Regions from separate parts of the Drosophila melanogaster genome. Here region 2 is linked to region 1. The links are chromatin contacts, called in public targeted proximity ligation maps. All regions are on one chromosome and are shown on one strand. The core of a region is the stretch at or near the end of the contact, and the rest is flanking DNA. Distances in the headings are between cores, read along the strand shown. Region 1 holds the start of lncRNA:CR45820 (long non-coding RNA:CR45820). Region 2 overlaps CG32264.

Evidence for each region.
Region 2: a contact with region 1 is called in a targeted proximity ligation map of the Kc167 cell line, with 5 times the contacts expected there. A contact is called at or near these places in 5 of 107 Hi-C or Micro-C datasets (the Clone 8 cell line, the D17-c3 cell line, the Kc167 cell line and 1 more) and 3 of 7 datasets of targeted methods (the Kc167 cell line and the S2 cell line).

Annotation. Positions count from the first base shown.
Region 1 is chr3L:3,554,053-3,558,887 of dm6, reverse strand. It overlaps lncRNA:CR45820 (long non-coding RNA:CR45820), which reads left to right and starts at 2,589. Exons shown (of 1, transcript NR_133166.1): 1 at 2,589-3,257. The region is part of intron 3 of Eip63E (Ecdysone-induced protein 63E); the gene reads right to left.
Region 2 is chr3L:3,769,223-3,774,057 of dm6, reverse strand. CG32264 reads left to right here. Exons shown (of 11, transcript NM_206268.4): 3 at 4,652-4,816. Among named protein-coding and RNA genes, the nearest start is that of ppk27, 16 kb to the right of the region's middle.

The sequences.
Region 1 (4,835 bases), core at 1,340-3,839:
GTGGCCACCCCCTACCAATTTTTTGGTATTTTCCTTGTTTATGCGGTGTCTAGTCTGGCTGTGTTTATCGCTGAAGCTACGGCTTCTGCTTTTTCTGCTGCTGTTGGCATTGCACTTTGCATGCAAAAAACATAATAATCGGAAAGGGAAACCCATGGTGGAAGCAAAGAGCACGGACGTGTTACAGTCTTCCGATCGCAAATGTCGTGAACGTTGTTTGACGTCAGCGTAAGCCACCGAAAATAAACAATACAACGGGAAGAAAAAATGCAGCGGCATAGATAAACAATAAACAAAGGCACGAACAGCATCAGCAGAAATGGCAAATTGAAAACTGCATTAGGAAATGGCAAAAGAACGGAGCGGCGAAGGGAGGATCCCTTGACATTCACTACAGAATTAGAGTCATTGAACGAGTGAAGAACGAGCTAAAGATGCCAAAAATAAAGTTGTACAGCAAAAAAAATGAGAACCAGACGAGCTGGCGGCAAACTTGCCAGTTACACTGATAAATATTTATTTAAATGATTCTGTATTATATAATCAAATTAAATGTAAGCTCACTGATTTATAGCATGCAAGATATGTCCTTATTGTGGATATTATTTTTTTCAAAGAGCCAATCATTTTTTCCTCTGCAGCTAATTGCAAATTGACTTCCAAACTATTTCAGCCTAATTGAATTCTACCCGCGTTGCCAAACAGCAGACCAGAACACAACCGCCAAAGAAACCAAACAACGAAATAGTAAAAGCCGCGTTGAAAACAGAATTTTTACGATTTACGTCGGAAGGCTGTGAATTTCACTTAAAATACTTTTATTATGGGCGGTGAGCCTCCAAAGAAAATAAAGGGGGGGGGGGGGGGGAAAAAACCTGCTCGCATTCAAGGCACGTTTTCCAGGCAGCATTGACGCTTGGCCTGGCATATAAAAAAAGATTCGGTTTTTTCTTCAGCTCCAGACAACACATGTACCTGTAATGTAATGTACCCATTCGACAAGAGTCGAAACAGCAGCAACACCAGCAACAATGAGCCGTTTAAAAACAAATTATCGAACATGTACGAAACGCCTGTCACCGGCAGAGAGTAAAATAATAAAATGGAACGGGGCACAAATGTTTATGGACAGTCAATGATAGTCGGCGAAAATGCAGAATAATCCCGAGCACGGTGTCCCAAGGGGTTAAGCTGTTTGAAATTGGAAAATGTGTGGTGTTGGGAATCGGTGAAAAAAGATAAACACACATAATTGACAGAAGTAGAACAAACCGAATGATGTAATGCAACTCAGGGAGTGCCAGGTGCACTTTAAGTGCTTCTAGTTGCCTGCTTATCAGTCGGTGGAGTCTGTATTTATTTTACTGCTATTATTACCTAACTACATTTCAGTATTTCATGATAAATATATACGAGAAGAAAAAAAATTAAATATTTTTCTCGAAACCTTTAACCCCTTCGCAATGGTGAACCATTAACCCGAAACACAGTTCAGTGCTCAGTGCCACTCATCAATGTCACAAACATAAGCACGGAAAAATCGAGGAAAACCCTCCATGTTAGAGGCCTCACTAAATTACTCAGAAATTCAGGAATTCGTGTAATAAAACACGGAAAATACCCGCATAAATTTCTTTTCAACGCGCTGAGGGCGTAAAAAAATCTTCCGCTATATGGATTTTGCGCTGGCAACATGTATGAGTACTTTCTCATATAACTTATTTAATAGTGCAACATTTAGTGGGAGGTGGGGGGTAGCTGCATTAAATGTGCTTAAGCGAGCGAAAGGTCATGTGCGTGATTACTCATACGACGTGTGGCCGTCGCGGAGATCAGCTCACATGCCGGAAAATAAAACTGAAACCAAATGAAAGAGGGTTTTCATATCAATGACATGACATATTAAACGGGCCACCAAAGCGGATTTGTCCACATATATGTATGTACTTCAAATCTTCAGATAAGTTGGGGCGGAAAGTTGTCGGGATGTTGGCGTTGGTCGGTGGGCGGGGCAGATGGCATCTGTAGCGTTTCTTGCTCTTCACAAATCAGAGCGTAAATACAATGCTGAAAAGCGATGGGAAAGCGAGACGAAAAGCGAGAAACGATGCGTGTTCTGATAGCGGAATCTGCTCAGTGGCACTTGAATGGACTGTGATGGTACAGGGATTACTGGATATAAAGAAACTGGTCAGCACTCGTAGGTTCAATACCAATCAGTCAAGCTTTAGAAAGGCCAAAAGCTTGATAATAGAAAGTTTAACTTAAGTGTGAAGAGATAGTAACTATTTTAACAGTAAATCTGCTTTTAATTGATTTTTAATCACATCTAAGCCGCTCTGAAATCAATTTAAAGCTTACGACCCGCATTTCCATGTATCATGGAACTATAGATCCACTTAAAGCAGTTATCACTGTGTCAGCAGCACATATGCGGGCAGAGTCCAGTTTAGTTCTTCTGAGGGCATTGAAAAGACTTGGGAAGTGAGTGGCGGAGATACCATATAGAGAGAGGGTGGGTGTGGAGTTCCGGGAGATAAAAGCGAGTCGGTGGAGGAAGCATCAACAGTCGGCGACCATTAGCTGCTTATCGCGCTTCGTCTTCGGCTGCTGAATCTTTTATATACATTTTTCTCGGTTTTTTCCCCATTTTTTTTTTTCTGCCATTGAGTAGGTCTGAAAATAGCAGCGATAGTGAGCTCAAGTGTAAAGTTATCAAGTGGCTGCGACTGGCGGCCAGATAGACGGACACCAGTCAAGGGTTAAAGCCATAGACAACGTCGAGTGTGTTTGGCCATGGCTTGTGACATAAAATGCTATCAGAAAGGATTATGACAAGCCTGCAAAAACGAGAAAAACATGGCTAAGAGCGAGGTGAAACACTGTACAGAACTGTATCACTGGCACAAAGAAATAGAGACGACGACGACGACGATGATGATGATGCGATGGCGACGATATAGCCGACAACCAAGTGTCAAAGTCGGACATTCGACGCCATAAAATATTTACACCAAAAAGGAGCAAAGGAGCCTCGAGTTATCTCAAGAATCTCACTTCAGTCGAGCAAAGTTATCCTCTATTTCATAGGAGCGGAAGTGGGCGGAGGAATAAGTGTCACAATTGTTGGTTAAGTAAGTTGAGGATTTTTCACTTGAGGCAAGAGGTGTTTGTAGTTTTATCTAAGTCGAGGTGACCAGATTTAAGTGGTTGTCGTTGTGAAATTTTACGTTTTTATTTGGAACGAATAAATGTATTACAACTAATCCCTGTATTTCAAGTGAACACAACTACGAACATGTTTTCATATCTTAAATCCACTTTACAGACATCCTCAAAAAACTCGAACTCAAGAAAGAAAAATCCAATGAATCATTCCATGTTATCCACAGCTCAGAAGACAGAAAAGATCATATGTGTGCGTGATTCCGGTCTGTGTAATTCTGATCTATGGAATGCACTCATCAAAAGCTGAAGAGGAAGCGCTGTAACTATAAGCTGCACCGGAAAAAAAAGAAGTCCAAGCAAGTGCTGCACTATACAAGCATTAAAAACGATTTTAAAAACGATCTCTGTTCGTAAATAGTTTAGTTCGTACTAAACTAAACAGAAAGGTACTACTGGATTTATTTTCCTTCGTTTTATTATGGTGGCTATATACTTTGACTGCTCTTCAACTGAAGTCTAGTTTTATTGTTTAGCGTGTAGGTACTTAATTTCTGTTGTGCAACGTCTTATAACTTCATAACTTTTATGGCCGGCGAATGAAGCAGTTTAGAAGGAGCGACTGTGAGTTACAGACACAGAGCTGGGTGTAATTAAAACGAGGCAACACAAGCGGCAGCTCGTGCGGCAATTAACGATAGTTAAGCTGCAAGTATCAGTTCGCTGACAAGCGGCTAAGACAAGACAAGTCCAGCAACTAGCAACTACAGTTAGTGTGTTGTTGTTGTAATGGCCTTGGCAGACAACTTGCAACTCGAGTGACATTCCTTGGTTTTATTTGTTCCCCCTTTTCAGTTGCATCAACCAGCTGCTGCACAAAACTGCTCAATAATGCAAGCAAAACATTTAAACTTCAGCTTAAATAAAGCCAACTCTACCAGATGTTTTATATTCTTTGGTTAATGCAACATTTATGAGCCGAGGCGAAACAGAAGCTCCCAAATGGCAAAATCGTGAGAAATTGTTTCAATGCAAGCTCAAGATGCATTTGAAATTGTTTCCGCTTGAAGAATTGCCCAATTGTTGACGCGGGTGCTGCATTTCCGAGGGGAAAACACTGACATATTGGTTGTGGTGCGGAAAATTCGCTGCAAACTTCATTCTTCATCGAAATGAAATAGTAAAATTGCTCACTGAACATGAGTTGAAATGTTGTAAAATGAGCATGAAATTCAGAAAGAAATTCATTCTGACAGGATTGATTGATGATGAAAGGAAATCAGTTGGTGAAATAATTATTGAAATTACATATGAATTTAAAATATATTGTAGTCTGAATTTAACTATTTCCTGGTCACCAAATTTTTCTCTTTTCCAAGAAATTTGAAACGACTTATTTACCAACACATGATCCCAATTAAGGCCATATACTCGGTATTTCAAAACAAAAGCCACGACACAAAATGTCAATTAAATACTTAAGCCAAATATGGTTGGATTTCCAGCCAATCAAGACCATTAGTAAGATATTCAGGGGCTTACCTGTGGCACTCAAACTATATTTTACATTTGCCACCGCCGTATCTTTGACTACGCCCCTGACTAGATCGCAAAACACACAAAATCGCTCCGATTATGGGAAGAAAAACAGCTGTTCGCCGAACTAGTTT
Region 2 (4,835 bases), core at 1,343-3,842, 220 kb before region 1:
TCCTTCTCCGTTTAATTTGAACGATTGTTAGCCGCACGAATTTTGACCAATTACGTGCTCTCTCTCTCTGTGTAGGGAGAAATGCGGAGAAACATAGAGAAATGGAGAAACGGTTGGGCAGAGAAGCCGGGAATCAGTTCTGAAATTGGTTTCATAATTGACTTTGACACAGACGCCGGCAATTTGCCGGTAAATAATGGGAATTGTGCCTGCAACGGCATACAATTAGCTGCAACTTTGATTGCCTGGGCTCAGGTGAATGAGATGGTTGAAGCCATGGGTATTTTTGTATTGGAATTTGATGACAAATGACAAATGAAAAAGATGTTATTACGAATTCAAGGAGTATTTTAAATGAATGATGAGATTATTTATAAATATTCAAGCCTGCTGTGCTTGTTCATTTTTCTCTCTGTTATTTTTAGAGATCTTAATAATCAGTAACTCTATAATAGTGTCCATAGTAATTTAGCTGTCATTCACTCTGCTCAATGTCAACAACTATCTAGGCGCGATGTAAAATGATTCGGATTTTGTCATTGCCGATGACTATGCCGTTTCGCTTCAATGCTTCGGGTTCATTCACGAAACGAAATATACGAAAATAAACAAATTCAAATCAATATACACCCCACACCGCTATGTTTTCCCTTTGCTGCGCAACGTTGCGTATACGTAATGCGATTTTAAAATTTTGTGCATGTGCATTTGACGATGTGCGATGCTTTTTCGATACCTTGCCCAACAACGTGCCACCGGGCGTGACCTATCCCCCCAACTGAACTCCCCTTTCACTTGCCAATTCGATTGCAAACGATTACATTTAATTTCAGGCTTCATATTGCAATCAAATCGACATTAGACCGGGCCCACAAATTGCCAGCGACTCGGTGTGTGCGTTCAATTCATTTGTAATTGCCATTGCCTGGCTTCAATTAGTGCCGAATAACCTTCAAAAAAATAAAAAAAAAACAAGAAAAAACAAAAAAAAAACCACACCAAAATCTATTTTATAAAGAAAATTAGCATGGGGTGCAAATGAGAGAAAATTGCAATTTATTTTTCACACAAAAAAAATTTTTCTTTTCTCTGCGAGTGTTTCACTTTCCGCCAAAGGCTTCAACCTGTCTGACATTTTGGCCACGATTTTTTTTTCTCGCACTCAGCTAGAGATGAGCCGTGATTTGAATTAGGTCTTGAAGATTATAATTTATTAACTCCTTAAAGTTACCAAAAAATTTATGTGAATTTATTTGCGAGTGTGAAGGAAAATTTACATTTACCGATGTTTACGATAATAATAGCACATTTTTCTCACGCACCCACCGCCAATACATTACTCTTATTCACTGTAATTAACTTTTGGTTTGTTTTTGTGGGATTTCAGCTTTGACATGTTGTGTCAGCCTCAGTCTCTGATTTTTCACTCACTTTTGCTTTTGTGGTAATTTATTCGTTGGCTCAAATACAAAATGTGTTGCATGCGATAAGTTGTAGAAATAATTTATATATATACCTTTGACTTTGTTAGGTGCCTAAAATCCCCGGCTTAAGTTTATTTCTCAACTCTTCTTCTCTGTGTTGTTTTTAACAAATTGTTGAGCACATCACGTTGTGCAAATAAATTCCCCCATGTTATTGTTAGCTGTTCGTTTTTTATTCACTTATATTTATTCATCGTGTTTGCGGTGTAGTTATCAGCGACGATTTTTGTTTATTTATAAGCGAGTAGTGCGCTTTAAAGTGGAGCAAGCCAATTGACATTTTACGTAGAACGGAATTCGTACACCTTCAATAGATCGTATATGTATGTACAAACAAATGTACCATATATAGAACGTTAAATGTATAAAAACCAAAGCAGCTTATTTAAGCTGCAAATTCAAGTGAAAATCCATACGTTTTGAACCCTTTGCATAAATCCAGCTTAAACATTCATAATTTGTGTGCTCGTAATAATTTATCCGCATATCGAATGGATGTTTTCATACTTTTACTCCTTGACTCTCATCTGGTTGTCAGTTTATGGCTTGTTTTTTGCCCGAGTACTGTGTTTTTCCCGTTGCTACCCCCACCCCCCTTGAGGTACCACCCATTCACATCGTGTAACATTACATACCTACAACAATGAGAAGAAAACATTTTTCCAGCAAGAGTCAGCCATATTTCTTGGGTTTTCTCTCTGCCTCTTTAACTGTCTCGCTTTTGGCCTCAAGCGAATCTGGCGGGCGCCCCGAAAAATTTAAGACCCACTACAGTGGTTATTGTTAAAGTGTATACTTCATAAAATATATGGAATAAATATCTAAATAATTATATCTTGATATAATATAGGTTCATAAAAGCAAACAATAGTACTTATTATTCATATTTAATAGTCAGATTTATCCATCTGTAAAAAATTCATGTTATCAATGCCTTACTGTAGTAGTAACAAAAAACTGCCGCTCAAGCGAGAATAGCAGCGAAAACAATAACAGCAACAACAAGCGAACAATGACAACAACTTTCGCGAAAACCCGTTGCTGTTTTTTGTTTGGTTATTTTTTAATGATATTGTTGCTGTTGCTTTTGCCGCGCCCTTCACTGGCTTTTGTTGTACTTGGTTGTTGTTGCCAAAATCTTGGAAGCTGCTGCATTCATTCAAACGTCCAACGATGCTCCCCAAACCGGTTCTCGCCACAGAAAATCGTGTAAAGAAAATGAAATAAAAATAATATAATGACGACAACGTCGACTGCGTTGTTTATTTTCGTGTGTTTTGCATATAGCGCACATTATTTGCCTTATTTTGTATTTGGTTTTCCCTTTGGGCCATAAAAAAAAAAAAAAAACGGGGAAACAGCCGCGGAAATTGGGGAAGACGCGTCCGAAATTGCCATTTCGTCTTAACAATTTCTGGTCTCGTGCTGTGATTCTGATGATGTGTAATATCTGTTTACCAGCCGGTTGGGTATGCCGATTTTATGATCTTTTGGACTGGGAAACAAATTAGTTTGAAATTAATTAACTGCTCGGTGTGGGAAGATGCAATGGGTTATTTTTTCCCAGCCATATGAATAAATTTATTAAAACAAACATCATGAAAAGCGCTGCTATAAATTAAGTCATTTTCCTTTGCATGTGAATTAAACCAATTATAAGTTAATTATTTTAGGACTTAAATGTTGAAGTGATTTTAAAGATGAGCTAACATATTCACTGTTCTTATATTAAACGAAACTAAATAGCGACTGTTGGCATTTCTTTTCAACTAAACATGTTCACCAAGCGAATTTGTCACCCAATTTTCCGGGTATTTTCCGCATTTCCCCCGCCGCTGCGCGATTCTCTTTGTTGGCGCCATTCGAAATGAGTCGAAGATTTTCCTAGCTGTTATTCTTTGTAGGGCGTCTGCTGTTGGCCAAAGTAATTCCCTCAAAGTGACACACATTTGCGAGATACACAAAACGAAACTAGAAGCAACTTAAAGATGCTGGACTCACTTCACTTGTGTGTCCTCCTTTTCGCACAGTTTTTATTATGTAACTGGCGGCTGCTGTTGACCAACAATTGACCACAATTGGAGCAGTCGCTGCGAGAGAAGCCCAGTTATGGTAAGAAGATCAGGAAGCCAAATAGTTGTTAGCCCATTTGCAGTAGTTTTACAGTTGGTTCCCCTTTATTTTTCTACCTCCAAGTGCCCAACAAACCCCCCCCCCCCACATCTTTCTCCTATGGCTCAGGTAGCCTAATTTCAACGCTTCAATGCAGGCAGCACTTCGAAGTTTTTCACCATGTGGGTGTAGTCTTTTTTATGCTTCACGTTGTTGTATGCCAGAGCTTATCTGAAAAAGCAGCATCAAGAGCAGGGAAAAGTGGGCGGGATTGGTCGGTCCAACTTCGGAATGAGTCGACATATCTAGTGCTGTTTTTGTTGACTTTTCTTTGCCTTATCTTCATCCTTTTGCTGATTTACGGGTATGTATTTCTCCCATTTTCTCGGCATCAATTGTTTGGGAAAGAGATTTTCCAATGCAAACTGAGATGGAGCCTCAAATAGCAGAGTAGGAATTTAAATATTTGTCCAGTTGAAGGAATGAAAATACAAATATTCCACTGGGAAACTTCATTCGCTTGAGTGAATATATTTATAAGCCTTTGACGTTCAATTTAAAGTTTATCTTTTGCGTTCGATGAAAGGGAAAAGATTGATGGTTTGTTCAAATTTGGAGTACATATTTAAAATTGGAAAGTAAATTCAATTTCGCTTAACTTGAAGTGCAATTAGCAGTTATTTTTTATACAATACTTTGTTTAAAAATCCTCCCTTTTAATGACCTGCCTAATAGGATTTTACGCACCGTTGGCAGTGCATTTTGTATTTCTTTGTTGTGAATAAATCCATTACTGAATTCCTAGCTTGCAAAGCATTTCGCTAATGATTGCACAATCGTATGAAATTGCAGTTTGCACACATATTTCAGGAAAAGCAAAAAAACAAAAGCCGCAGTAGCGGTAAAAGTGGGCGTGGAATGCGTCCATTTAATAAGCGGTGGCCCAAAATGGGGGAACGCCCGCTTCCGTTTCCGGCAGAGCGTTTTCATTGAAATGTTTTACCATGTATGCTAATTACTAATTTGCCCCTCTTCGTTTTCGTTTTCGATTGCAGCTAAGAAACAGAATGGAGCTGCCATACGCACAAATAGCCTGGGTTCGGGCACTAGGACGCCACCTTTGGAAAGGAAGAGCAAACTCAGTGCCCTGGGCAGATTCTTTAAGCCCTGGAAATGGCGACGGAAAAAGAAGAGCGAGAAGTTCGAGGCGGCCTCCAAATGTAAGTAAATCAAATGCAT